Regions from separate parts of the Ovis aries genome. Here region 2 is linked to region 1. Evidence: chromatin contacts called from public Hi-C data. All regions are on one chromosome and are shown on one strand. The core of a region is the stretch at or near the end of the contact, and the rest is flanking DNA. Distances in the headings are between cores, read along the strand shown.

Region 1 (6,667 bases), core at 3,960-6,459:
AAACTCCAGTACTTTGGCCACCTCATGCGAAGAGTTGATTCATTGGAAAAGACTCTGATGCTGGGAGGGATTGGGGGCAAGAGGAGAAGGGGACGACAGAGGATGAGATGGCTAGATGGCATCACCGACTTGATGGACATGAGTTTGAGTGAACTCCGGGAGTTGGTGATGGACAGGGAGGCCTGGTGTGCTGCAATTCATGGGGTTGCAAAGAATCGGACACGACTGAGCGACTGAACTGACTGACTGAACTCTTACTTGCTGTATTAAAACCTTTAGACTATTTGATCTTTGTAAAATATTGCATAAAATATTGTACTTTGATAAAAATTTGGACCCTCTTTTTAGCAAATTAAGCTACTTAGTGCAGGGAAATAATGTAGAAGTGATCTTAAATTTTTAAGCTGTTTCCATAAGAATGTGACTAGTACATTTTGTGTCTCTGCATAAGGAATATTAATAAAAACCTGTCAGACACTAAGTGGAATATTATTTTTTCTCAAGGTTTTCCTGAGTTTCTCAATACTTTAATCAACAGCAGAGCCTTCTGCTCTTTCCCAGAATATTTTGGCACAAGGTGACTGGAAGTATTAAGGAACTAACGCCAGCCTCATTAGGGACTGGCTAATTTGTTTATTTCTCGAGGACCTCATGTCTCTGCATGTGTGTTTCTGACTTTCTTGTTTTCCTTCCCCTCTTTCTGTCTCTATCCATCTGTTTCTTCTCTCTCTCTCTCTTTGCTCATACACACACACACACACACACACACACTGCAGCTTAGCCTCTCTCTGCACGAGAGAGGCTTCCCTCTTTCTCTTATTTCTCTTCTTTCTCTCTTCCCTCCCTCTTATTATCAGATGGCATATATTTTCCTTCAGATGGTGTATATTTTGTCTAGGTTTTTGCTTCCTCACTTACCTCACACTTCTTGTGAACAAGCAGTGGTTGAGGTGCTTCTGTCTTCTTAACTTACTTAAATCCCATTCATCTTGACTTCTTGCAGCGTCAGCTTTCACTGTTAATTGTCTGTTTCCCAGTTCTTATATCTGAGAAAAGAGAATGTGCTTAACCCAGTTCATTTGCCCATCAGAGATCTCTGGCCCTTGACTAGCTGTGTCTTGCAGCATGGAGTCTTACAGTAAAGAACCTGTGCTCAGGCTGCTCCCACAGCAGGGGCTGTGGGGTGGGCGGTGGGCAGGAGAAACATGGTGACTGGCAGGTTTAGTGCTTGGAGTCATTACCTTATCGAGTAAGCATCTCTTGTTATATTGAACCTCATGCCCTTAATTTTGCAATTAAGAATGGAAAATTTTTGAGGTCCCATGGATTTTGCCAAACTAGACATAGAGACTTGTATGAGAAACAGGCCCTAAAGTTTGGAGCAGTGTTTCTGTGTCAATGTGAAGACCACACTGCATATAGATTAATGAATTAAAGGAAGATAGGACTCATTTGTGAGGAATTATTGGTACCATCAGCCAGGGCATCTTGCTTACACATGGTGCTCCATTTGCCTTCTCATTAATCAAAAGAGCAGAATAAATTTGCTTTCTAATTAGCATTACATAAATATTCATATGTATGACAAGTTTGTTTTTTTTTTTTAACTAAAGCTTTCACACCTGGTTAGACTATGAATGCTGCAAATGAGCCAAGAACAGCATTATAATAAGTATAGAATAAAGTGGGAAAGTTCCAGATGTGTGAGGAGAATAAAGTATCAGAAATCTTGGTAACCCGTAGGTTTCATGGGGGTTTGGGTTCTAGGAAATATGTGTTGTCTGGTAACCGCCACAGAGGGATAATCTTCCCAGAAAAGCTGCAGGACATGTGAGAGAACCAGTGTGACAAAGAAGACAAGAAAGGAAAGCAGAACCCTGCAGGAAGAAATGAGTACAGGTCATTAGCACCTATAGAAACTAGAATGTGTGGGTTGGTGCCATTGGCTGATCAGCTTGATGCGGTGCTTCTATTGGCCTTCCTTCCTAGACCAACCTAACTACCTTTCCCTGCAGACCTCGGGTCACACAGTCCTTCCTCAAGGAAGCCTTTTCTTGCTACCATGTTCCAGCTCAGGGACTCCTGAGCTCATAGCTGGCCATTATTTTTCTCTGGAACATTATTACAGTTTGTAATTCTGTTTCTTGTGATTGATTTCTGTCTGTTTTTCTCACTAGTCTTCAAAGTCTATTAGGGCTGAGTCTGTGTCTATTTTGCTAATGGTGTGTAGTGACTGGGACATGGTAGACAGTCAATACATATTTGTGCTTAAGTGAGTGAATGGAGATGAGAAGCAGTGGCTGAAGCATTTAGCAGAAATAGTAATGTGTTTGTAGTGGTTGCAGCTGCTGGCAGAATAGGATGTAGAAGCCAAAAAAGTGAGCCATACATTCCCTGACTGTGGAGGATAATCAAGGCAGACACAAAAGACCAACTGTTATCTAATTCTGAGGCACATACTTTGTCATGCTGTAAGCATCACCCAGAATGTTTCAGTAGTCTGGAGGGCATCCTCTCTGCAGGTTGTTCAAGGCCAGCTAAGGCATTTCTATGCCCATATGGTTAGCAACACTGTGCGATAATTTAAGGGGCCAAAAGTACATAGTGTGGTTTTGGATATGTATATATCAAAAAATCAAAAGCTGCCACACTTATCAGATATTTAAATATTCACATACCTAGATTTTCTTGTTTGCCAAAAATCCTATGTAGCGGAGATTTCTCCACGTGTGGTTTATATTTGCTTTCTTATATTGTTCTCTGCCTGTAAATCGTGTTTCTCCAAGATTGCTGCTAGAAGCCATTGACTGTCTCAAATTCTGTTTTATGCATGTTTATTGACTAACATTTATGACAGTAATATAGTAATGCCAGTTTTTTTCTTTTCCATTTCAGCACGTTTTCAAATTAGAACAAGAAGAATATATGAAAGAACAAATTCCATGGACACTCATAGATTTTTATGATAATCAGCCTTGCATTAATCTTATAGAATCTAAACTGGGCATTCTAGATTTGCTGGATGAGGAATGCAAGGTAAGTATGATTTTCTGATGTATTTAATATATCAAAATTGTACGTTGAGGTAAAATGGTAAATAGGTTTAAGCAGAGATTCACTAGTATATCATGAAGCGCCACAGTGGCAACAAGTGGGGGTTACCCTAACTTGCATTCTGAAGGATCACTAGCTCCAAAGGGTTCAAAATATAGTTGAAACTAGGAGAATCTCCCTTCCCTTTACAGCTGTTTCTAAGTTATGTGAAAAACTGGCATTAGATACAGCTACTACCAATTTTAGCCACTTTTGTTATTGATATGCTTATATTTGGTACTTTTGTTCAATGGTATGATATAGTTCAGGAAATGTAAGAAATTATGCAAAAGGTATTTTGAATAATAGTTCTAAATATCTATAATTTTAAACTTGACTAGTTGTTCTTTATTACTTATATGTATGGTAGGTAAAGAGTTTTAGTTTTAATATTTGAAGATGCAGCATGTGGAAAAAATATTGGATCCCTGGCTTCACTGATGAGTGATTCTAGACAACCTATCTTTTCCCTTAGTTGTTCTTTAGTTTATATGTCATTTAAGTTACAAGTTCATGTACACTGATCCTCCTAAGCATCCAGATTTCCTACAATAAGAATGCAAAGACAAATACTGTATGTTTTCACTTATATGTAAAATCTAAAAAAATAAAATGGACAAATGAATGTAACAAAACAAAAAGAGCCTCCTGGATCCCAGAGCACAAACTAGTGGTTTCCATTGTGGAGACGGTTGGTGGGAAGGGCAAGACAGGTGCAGGCAGGATTAAGAGGAACAAACTACTATGTATAGGACAAACAAGATGCAAGGATGCAATGTACAGCACAGGGAATGTAGTCAGAGTTTTATAGGAACTTCACATGGAATATAATCTACAAAAATATTGAATCACTATGGCATACTGAAACTAATATAATACTGTACATCAACTATGCCTTCAATAAACAAAAAGAATACATGTAAAGGTGCTCAGTTTCACTTGAAATTAAATAAAACATAAATCAAAACAAAAATAAGACACAGCTTTTTACCTGTCAAGTGAGTTTAAATTTGATAATACCAAATTAGCATTTATTGCATATATACTCTTGATGAAGGACAAAAGTTAGTAGAACATATTTTTGAGGAATATTTATCAAGATTTTAAATACACATAGCTTTTGAACCAGAAGTAGAAATGCTGAGAGTTTACCCTATGAATATGCTTACAAAAGAATCCAAAGTTTTTCTTTAAAAGGAGCCATTGTGGCAGTTTTCATAATAACAAAAAATCAGTAACAACCTAGTAGTCATAAATACAAGAATGCTATTATTAAGAAAAAAAAAATACAAGGATGGCTAAGTTGAGAATCCCTCTTGGCAAATGTCACATTGCACATGAAAATATGTGGGTTATTTTTAAATATCTTTTGATACTGATTTCTAGCATAATTCCACAGTGATAAGAGAACAGACTTTGTTTAATTTCAATACCTTTAGACCTTGAAATTTTTGCAACTTGTTTTATACCCCTGGATATGTCCCAGTGTCTCCTTGTTCACAGTCTATGGGAACTTGGATAGAATTTGTATCCTACTGTTGTATAAAAATTGTATAAATCTTAATTATGTTGAATTGGTTCACAGTGCTTTTCAGATCTAGTAGATCCTTCTACTTCTCTGTATATTCATTCTATTAATTTTTGAAGATTTGATATTGAAACTCCAACTAAAAATCTTAATTTATCTACTTAAAAAATACTTGTAATATATAGTGAAACTATATGTAACCTGGTTTTATATTTTTCAAATCTCCTGTAAATGTGTTATCATACTTCCTTAATTTAGAAAAATAAAAATTTTTAAAAATGCAAGGAGTTTATAGAATGATACTGTTTGTATCCATGCCTTTAAAGACAGATAAAGCAGTTGGAAATGGTGAGAGGAGACTATTCTCTGTTTTATACCTTTCTGAATTATATAAATAATCTACTATGTGCAAATGTTGTCTTTATTTAACAAATTGTTTGAAATATATGATAATCATGGTATGTCATCTTTCATTTGTGAGGCTTTCATTGCTATAAAAGTATATTGAGTGTTTATTTGATGACCCTTGGTCCAGGCAGACTGAGTTAGTCAAAGCTTGGGCTGAGTCACCCATGGGCAGGTCTCAATTGTTGCTTTTCGTTCCCAGGTGGCGCTAGTGGTAAAGAATCTGCCTGCCAGCGCAAGAGACCCAAGATCCCTGGGTCAGAAAGACCCCGTGGAGTAGGAAATGGCAACCCACTTTAGTATTCTCACCTGAAAAATTACATGGACAGAGGAAAACACACACACACACACACACACACACCACCTCCCCCCCTTCACACACACACACACACCCCAATCATTGATTTGGGACCTCTGAGAGAGAAATGTGAAAGGAATGAGTTCCTGAATTGGATGTTAAAGTTGTTGCTGCTGCTGCTGCTAAGTCGCTTCAGTTGTGTTCGACTCTGTGCCACCCCATAGATGGCAGCCCACCAGGCTCTGCCGTCCCTGGGATTCTCCAGGCAAGAATGCTGGAGTGGGTTGCCATTTCCTTCTCCAGTGCATGCAAGTGAAAAGTGAAAGTGAAGTCTCTCAGTCGTGTTAGGCAAAGCCAAAACACAGTCTCTTGGGTGATGCATCAGAAGAACCCCATAACAATATTCACCTTGTTTTCTTACTCTTTTTTTTCTCCTGAATGTAGATGCCTAAAGGTACAGATGACACTTGGGCCCAAAAATTGTACAACACACATTTGAACAAATGTGCACTATTTGAGAAGCCCCGCCTATCAAACAAAGCTTTCATCATCCAGCATTTTGCTGACAAAGTAAGGAAGCTTTATTATCTCTTTTCTATTTGAATACTTAAGTTCAAAGAGGAAAAAAATCACGAATCGATAAACAGCAGTTTTTTCTTTGCTGAGCTTTCATTCTTTAGCTCTTTTTAGGAAAAGTAAGCTTAATTGTTGGCTTATTGGTTTAACCTAAATGGAATTATATTATTGAAATAAGTGAGTGTTTACAGTCCTGTATCTATAATTCTGAAATCCAAGAAACTGAAATACGCAAGTATTTTCATAATTCATTTAGTGGCTAAACCTGATCTTTGACCTGAAGTAAGATGAGGTTATTTATAGTCTTTATTTACCCCAGTTAGGTGGATATTTATATATTTCAGTGTAGAAATATTAATATGTTTGATTACAGATTGCTGCTTCAGATCTACTTAAAGATTCTACTTAAAGATTCTGGATAGTGACCCTAGAGGTTTCAGAAAAGAAATTATAGACGAGTGTGGCCCTCTGAGATTGATTGGGTGGGTCCCTGCTAACAAGGCATGCAGGCCTGCTGCTTCACAGGTTCTAGAGTCTACTCAGAACATCTGGAGCTGCGACACTAGTTTATATTTCAAGGAGGTTGTAGGGGTAGGCTTCTGGTCAGCGTCCCATGGTCCCTGCCAGCAATTGAGGGTTTTCAGAGTCTGTCCTGTGTATAGCTGGAGATCTTTGGATGGCTTCAGGGCCATCTAAGGGCTTTGTTCTACAGTCTGGGGACCCTTGAGTGGTAAATAGCTGAAGTCTTTTAGAAACAAGGAGAGTCC
Region 2 (6,530 bases), core at 982-3,481, 130 kb after region 1:
CCTCCCGGGACCAATCCTGGCTTCTCAGAGGGAGAAGGGTAGACTGTCCCAGGGAAGGCATCATGGAGTATTCTACCTGGATTGGGGAGTAGCCCCTCACACCCTGGAGAAAGCAACTCACCCTCCTACCTTCCCATATGGAGAGGCGAGCTAGCTCTGCCGGCCGGCTGCTACGTGCTGTGGGGTGAGGCAGGCAGAACTCCTACCCAAATTCAGAGAAATCATTATTTCATACGAGCCTCAGAGGTGTTACCTGTTTAACACGGTGATAGTTTGGTGGTTTAGTCACTAAGTCGTGTCCGACTCTCACAACCCCATGGACTGTAGCCCGCCAGGCTCCTCTGTCCATGGGATTTTCCAGGCAAGAACACTGGAGTGGGTTGCCATCTGGGTTCTAAGTTAATACATGTGACTCCCAATTAACAGTATCTGTCAACAGTTATAAAACTCTTACATTGCTGGGGTAGTCTAGTAAATTATTTACCTTAAAAATAAGGATTTGAGCAGCCAGTAATCATCTAAGTAGATTTTTAAATGGAAATAGTCCTGCTTAATGACAGTCTCTCTCATTGTGATGGAAATAAGTGATTGTTATATTTTTCTCTGTTCTTTTCTGTGTTTTTTAAAATAAATAGCCCTTTATTTTTAAGAATATATTATCTCATTCAAGAACACATAGTCATGTACCAGGACCTGTGTCAGGTGTGATGGGTGAACAGAATGGACATCTGGCCCCTGCCCTGTTGGGACTTAAATTTTAGTGGAGGAAGAAGCCATCAGAGATTGGGATGGTTCCTGGGAAGGGAATAAGTGGATGGATGTGCCACCAGTTAACCAGGCACCAGGAAGAGAGGGGGCAGCTGAGAATAAGAAGTCAGGAGAACAGCAGGCAGGCATTAGGCATCCACAAAGTTGATAGACCATGGTAATAAGGAATTTAAATTTTTGGCTAAGTGGGCAAACTTCAAACAGGAGGAACTGCAAATTTTTAAGAACTTGTTAGAGTATATTTTAAATTTAAATTTTAAAATTAAACCCCTCTTTAAAAATTTAAACAGTAACATGTTCACTTGTCACCCATGAATTCATTTTACCCCTCCAAAAAAGTAAGCTCTCCTCTTTAAATAAGAGTGTTACTGTCTGGAGTGAATCCTTTCATGCCTTTCTCCAGTATACCCATGGTTGGATTAGCCCTCATCCCATGGATGGAGGAGCCTGGTGGGCTGCAGTCCATGGGGTCACTAAGAGTCGGACATGACTGAGCGACTTCACTCTCACTTTTCACTTTTATGCATTGGAGAAGGAAATGGCAACCCCCTCCAGTGTTCTTGCCTGGAGAATCCCAGGGACAGGGGAGCCTGGTGGGCTGCCGTCTATGGGGTCACACAGAGTCGGACACGACTGAAGTGACTTAGCAGCAGCTGCTGTGAGAGCTGAGCTCAGGATGAACTGGGAATAAGGCAGCCTGAAAGGGAAAGTTACCCTGCATGAAGACAATGAAAGCCCAAGCTGTGAGCCTTGAGATTTCAGCTCCGGTCGTCGAGGAGGCTTGTGGTTCCCTAGCCAGCCAGATGTTTATGTTCTCTGGACACCGAGCTGGAAGAGCTTGGGGCCAGGAGTCAGATCCCAAGGAGTAAGCACTGCACCACCCTGTTGTATGGCCTGGAGGGCATCACTGAACCTCAGTTTCTGTGTCTGTAAGATGGGGCCTCTCTCGCAAGGACAAGTCAAATGGAAGAAATTGTGAATGCATCTTTACAAACCACAAGGATTATTCTGATGTGAACAGGAAAAGGAAAGTCATTGATGTTTGACATCCTGCCTCTACCCTAGGAAGTCCTGCCTTTGGCCCCAGCTGTGGGCTGCAGAGCACAGTGAGGCCCTTCTGCCTCACCTCCAGGCCCAGCTGTGGCCTGTCTGCAGTGTCCAGCCGGCCGAGCCTCTCGATCACCCAGGGCACTAGTGGAATGGGGCTGTCAGGGCTCTGGGTTCTCCTCTTGCTCCATGAACAGTCTGGGACCTTCACCTCCTCAGAAATTCTACACTGAGCCAAATGGGCTCAGACATGTGAGACTCCCAGGGGACCTGTGGTTGGAGCTGGCAGGAAACTCAGGATTAGAGCGATTAAGAACTAAGGCTTTAGAGTCACCACGAGCTGGGGTCAGATTTCGCGTGTCTGGCACCGCTCTGTGATGGTCACCATCTCTTCTGACCGTTGTGTGGAACGGTGGGGTAAGGGCAGCCCTTCACCTAGGGTGGTGTTAGGGTTAAGCATGGTGATGGGCATCAGCACCAACACCTAAAGTGCTCGCATTCCTCCTGGCAGGAGCGCTCCTCTGCCCAGGGGGTGGATCAGGTGCCCCAGTTCTGTTCAGCCTACATCATGTTTTACAGAGGGAGGTAATTCACGTAAAAGTCCAGGTTTCTGGATTCTTTTGAGAGTCAGGTGACCAGACATCCTGACCTGATTAAGCCATGGCCACAGCTGGCTCGAGCTGAGCAGCAACCATCCTGTAGGGCAGACCTGGTTATCATGGGTCCCACCCAGTTCCAGCCCCTCTCCATGCTGTCGTCTCCCGGCCTTTTCAGCTCCTGGGTCTGCAACTCCAGAGGCAGCCATTGAAAGTCTGAAGATGGAGGTGGGGCCGCGTCTTCCTTGGGCCTGAAGGGGTCTGCTGGGCTGTGACCTTGCTCTTTTCCTGTGAGGACTATGAAAGCGCCCCTCGGGGAGGCAAAACCGTGCTGCCTCTGCCTTCAGCAATGGGTGGGGGCGCAGGAGACAACGTTGCTTTTTTCACTGGGAGCAGAAGTGTTACAGTCAGGTGGACTCATAGCTAACTCTGACACTGACTGTGTGACCCAGACAAATTTTTGAACTTCTCAGTCTTGTTTCCTCATCTATGAACTAAGGATAATGAGGCTGATGTCAGTGTTGTTGTACAGATTGTGTGATATGCCATGTTGTGCACACGCCTACTTTAGTCCCTGCCTCAAGTAGGTGTTTTGTACACACCAGATTCCTTCCTGGGGCCGCCTGGAAAAACGTGATTTATCAGCTCACTGCTAGGATGGTTAAAACAAGAATTGAGGCATGTTTACAACTCACAGAAAACATAAAAAACTGTGAAAGTTGTGAAAGTTGTGAAAAATACTAACCTATAAGCAAATGTGTATGTCCTTCAAGTTATGTCTTAACTAGTTTAAACTGTATTTCAGTTTTGAAACCTTTGATGTGAACAGCTTTGAACAGTTTTGCATCAATTATGCTAATGAAAAGCTGCAACAGCAGTTTAACCTGGTAGGTGACTTTTTTGCCTACTTGAAACTAGCTCTCAGCTGTGTCTGTCTGTCTGTCTGAAAAGGGAGAGAGGCCGAGTTTGGCTCTTTGCCTCTTCAAATCTCGCCAGCATAGAGAGTCACATGCTGGCTTACTGCACCATCTTGTGGCTGTTCCTTGAAACTGCACCTTCCCGCCCGATTTCATTTTTGTGGAGGCACCTGCCAACGTTTGTTTCAGTTCATCACCTGCCATTCTTGGATACAGACCCCTTCCAGCCAGACCAAGTCACTCAGTTTCCTGCAGGCTCCAGTCCTTGTGAGCCTCGGTATCTGCACCTACTCTCTGCCACAACCCACCTGCCCCTGTCCTTTCCCATCCCTTCCTCTTCACCTGGAGAGCCCCTGCCTGTCTTTTGAAATTCAGCTTCTCCCACACAACTCATGAGGAAAAGATAGTGTGACATCATAGACAGCATGAGCTTTTGCTGAAACTGAAGTGGATTTGAGTCTCAGATCTACCACCTCCTTCCCCTGGGGGCTTGGGTTCTCTGAGCCTCAGTTTTCTCATTTTTGAAAATGGGTCAGATGTATTTTCCTAGTATTCTTGTGAGGAGAACACTTAATATTGAATCACATTCAGTAAATGCTTCTTTGCTTTCTTATTCCTTGCTCCAGAGTTAATCCGTGTATAAGCATTAAATTTTACCCCACATTTGTACTCTGTTATCATTCTCATGGATTCCCTGGAAGTTTAGCATTTAAAACTGAAACTAAGATTTATTCCAAGTGGATGTGCAGCATAACTCACCTGAAGTCAAATAGTACATGTGGATCCTGCCCCTCTCTGGACTCCAGGGCCACCTTGCTTCCCAAGACACATATTCACCACAACCTTAGAATGATACATGTGTGAGACACTCTGAAAATAGCACATCAGAGGCTGAAATTTCATTCTTTTCTTTTTTTATTCTGCCTTTCCTCCTCTTCCACTAAATCCTCCTTATTTTTCCCCCTTTGATGTTGTTAGAGACATCTATCAATATGCAGATCCTCCTGGGAGGGGTAATGACTTAAAATATAAGTATAAGCCCTAGTGAGTTCTCTCCTGGCTCCTGTCCCATTGATCTGCCTTCTGCTGGACCGCTGCATCTGAGTAGCCTCTGGGAGCTAAGCCATGACAAAATGACCCTGCCACCTTCCTCTCTTGGCTTCCATGCCATCTGTGCTCCCTTCTGTGGTTAAAGCACCACCCCTGACCCGGTGTCCTGAGCCTTGTGTTCACCCAGCCTCTTTGCTCTTATTCCCCTTCCTTGCACAGCATCCAGCCTCTGCAGAACCCTGGGCTGAGTCCTGTCTGGGCCCTCCCCTCCAGTTCTGGTCTCTTCAAAGCCATTCCCACCTCCAAACCAAGTTACCTTTACAGAACCTAAGTCTTGTCATGAACTCCATGGGTCCTCTCTCCCCCAGGAAAAGGCCACAGGACTGAGATTCTCTGGGGGTTCACTACAAATCTGGTCTGGCATGATTTCCCCTCTGCCGTCCTCAGCAGCCCCATCTATCACTCCAGCCATTACCATTGTGTGCTCTTTCTCTCTGTCTCTCTCTCTGCTTGTGTGGGCACTGTCTGGTTCCCAGCCACCTGTTGGGCTTCCTGCAGTTCCCAGTGGGATTCTCCCATGGGAGCCTTTCTCCTTGCAGCCCCTCCCCCTTCTGCCACCTGCAGCCAGGATGACCCTGAGCCAGCCAGCCCTCTGGAAGGCCTTCCCTGTACCCCTGTTGTTCAAACAAGTAATGCACAAAGCTCTTCAAGTTGTTAGCCTCTCACACTGGCCCCACAGCCAGCCCTCTTGGGTGGGCTTGCTCTTAACCCAGTCAAAGAGTCTGGCTCCATGTTTGACAGCAGCAGTGGCTGAGCAGGGAGAGGTTCCAGGACCGCCTTGAGTGCCAAGGGTGGCAGGCTGGCCCAGAGTTTACACCCCAGGATGTGGGGACCCACTCAGCCTGGGCAGCAAGATGACAACTAGACCCATGATAGGACCTCAGCAGCACTGATTGTGGGTAAGGGGAGTGACATGCACCTCGGAGGCTTCCATAAACATTACAGATGAAGTCATGTGCCTACATTTTCCAAATGTCTATGTCCTGTTCTTCAGAAGTACACTCTAATACTCTCTCTTACTTTCTATATTAACTTCTGGATTTCCAGCATGTCTTTAAACTTGAACAAGAAGAGTATATGAAGGAAGACATTCCTTGGACTCTCATAGACTTTTATGACAACCAACCAGTCATTGACCTGATTGAAGCAAAAATGGGCATTTTGGAGTTACTGGATGAAGAATGCTTGGTAACTTTTAAAAATAATTTTCTTTAACTTCAGAGCAATAATAGATGAGCCTATTTCCAAATAGAATTTTTAAAAATCTACATGTAAATTCCTGATTGATCAATTACCAGTTGATTTGCTGTTAATTCTGGGACAGCAGTCCATAGCAGGAACCCCAAGAGGCTGAGTAAACCTCCCACCCTCAGCATGTATAGCCCACCCATGGGTAACATGCATGACCTCTTAGGTCATGTCTAACAGGGAGGAGCACTTTGAAGCTGACTCTGGGTATGTATATAGAGTAGACATGCAAACAGCAAGTGACCACACTCCAGTTGTTAATGACTAACAGGGATTGAGTTTTGTCTTACTTCCTGATTCCATGAGTCACCCACTGGGAGGTGCAGCTGAAAAATCAACATCATACAATTGAGAAAAGAGACTCTAGGAATTTTCCTATTGTTATTACTTTCTGGGAGGAACAACTTTATAGTGAGTCAGCCTAGCAGTGGCCTTCATGGGGCCATAGGAAAAAATAATCCCTAGGATGGTATTTGGTCTTTTGGGTTTGAAATTGATATTTTAATGTTTAAACACACACATCTTATTTTTTTTCCCAAAGATTTATCACCCCCTTCCATGCTCAGATGGTAAAGTGTCTTGCATACAATGCGGGAGACCTGGGTTCAATCCCTGGATCGGGAAGATCCTCTGGAGAAGGAAATGGCAACCCACTCCAGTACTCTTGCCTGGAAAATCCCATGGATGGAGAAGCGTGGTGGGCTACAGTTCATCAGGTCTCAAAGAGTCAGACACGACTGAGCAACTTCACTTGTCCATGATTTTTTTTTTTAACATAAGAAAAATAGTCAGTTTAATGATAATTACAACAGAGCGTGAGTAGTCAATTCCAGGACACCAGGGG

What was found. Hi-C and Micro-C count contacts between places; a contact is called where the count stands out from the background.
Region 2: a Hi-C map of liver shows a contact between it and region 1, with 4 times the contacts expected there. The contact joins two enhancer-like sites. A contact is called at or near these places in 3 of 16 Hi-C or Micro-C datasets (blood, liver and mixed tissues).

Annotation. Positions count from the first base shown.
Region 1 is chr7:56,095,567-56,102,233 of ARS-UI_Ramb_v3.0, forward strand. MYO5A (myosin VA) reads left to right here. Exons shown (of 39, transcript XM_015097041.4): 12 at 2,896-3,036; 13 at 5,769-5,894. Among named protein-coding and RNA genes, the nearest start is that of MYO5C, 92 kb to the right of the region's middle. Within about 2 kb of position 5,210, at least 1 of the 54 cell types and tissues checked has an H3K27ac peak or open chromatin away from gene starts, as enhancers often do. A contact at or near this core is called in liver, where this site is marked.
Region 2 is chr7:56,233,265-56,239,794 of ARS-UI_Ramb_v3.0, forward strand. It overlaps MYO5C (myosin VC), which reads left to right. Exons shown (of 40, transcript XM_060417939.1): 11 at 3,217-3,298; 12 at 5,486-5,626. Among named protein-coding and RNA genes, the nearest start is that of MYO5C, 46 kb to the left of the region's middle. Within about 2 kb of position 2,232, at least 6 of the 54 cell types and tissues checked have an H3K27ac peak or open chromatin away from gene starts, as enhancers often do. A contact at or near this core is called in liver, where this site is marked.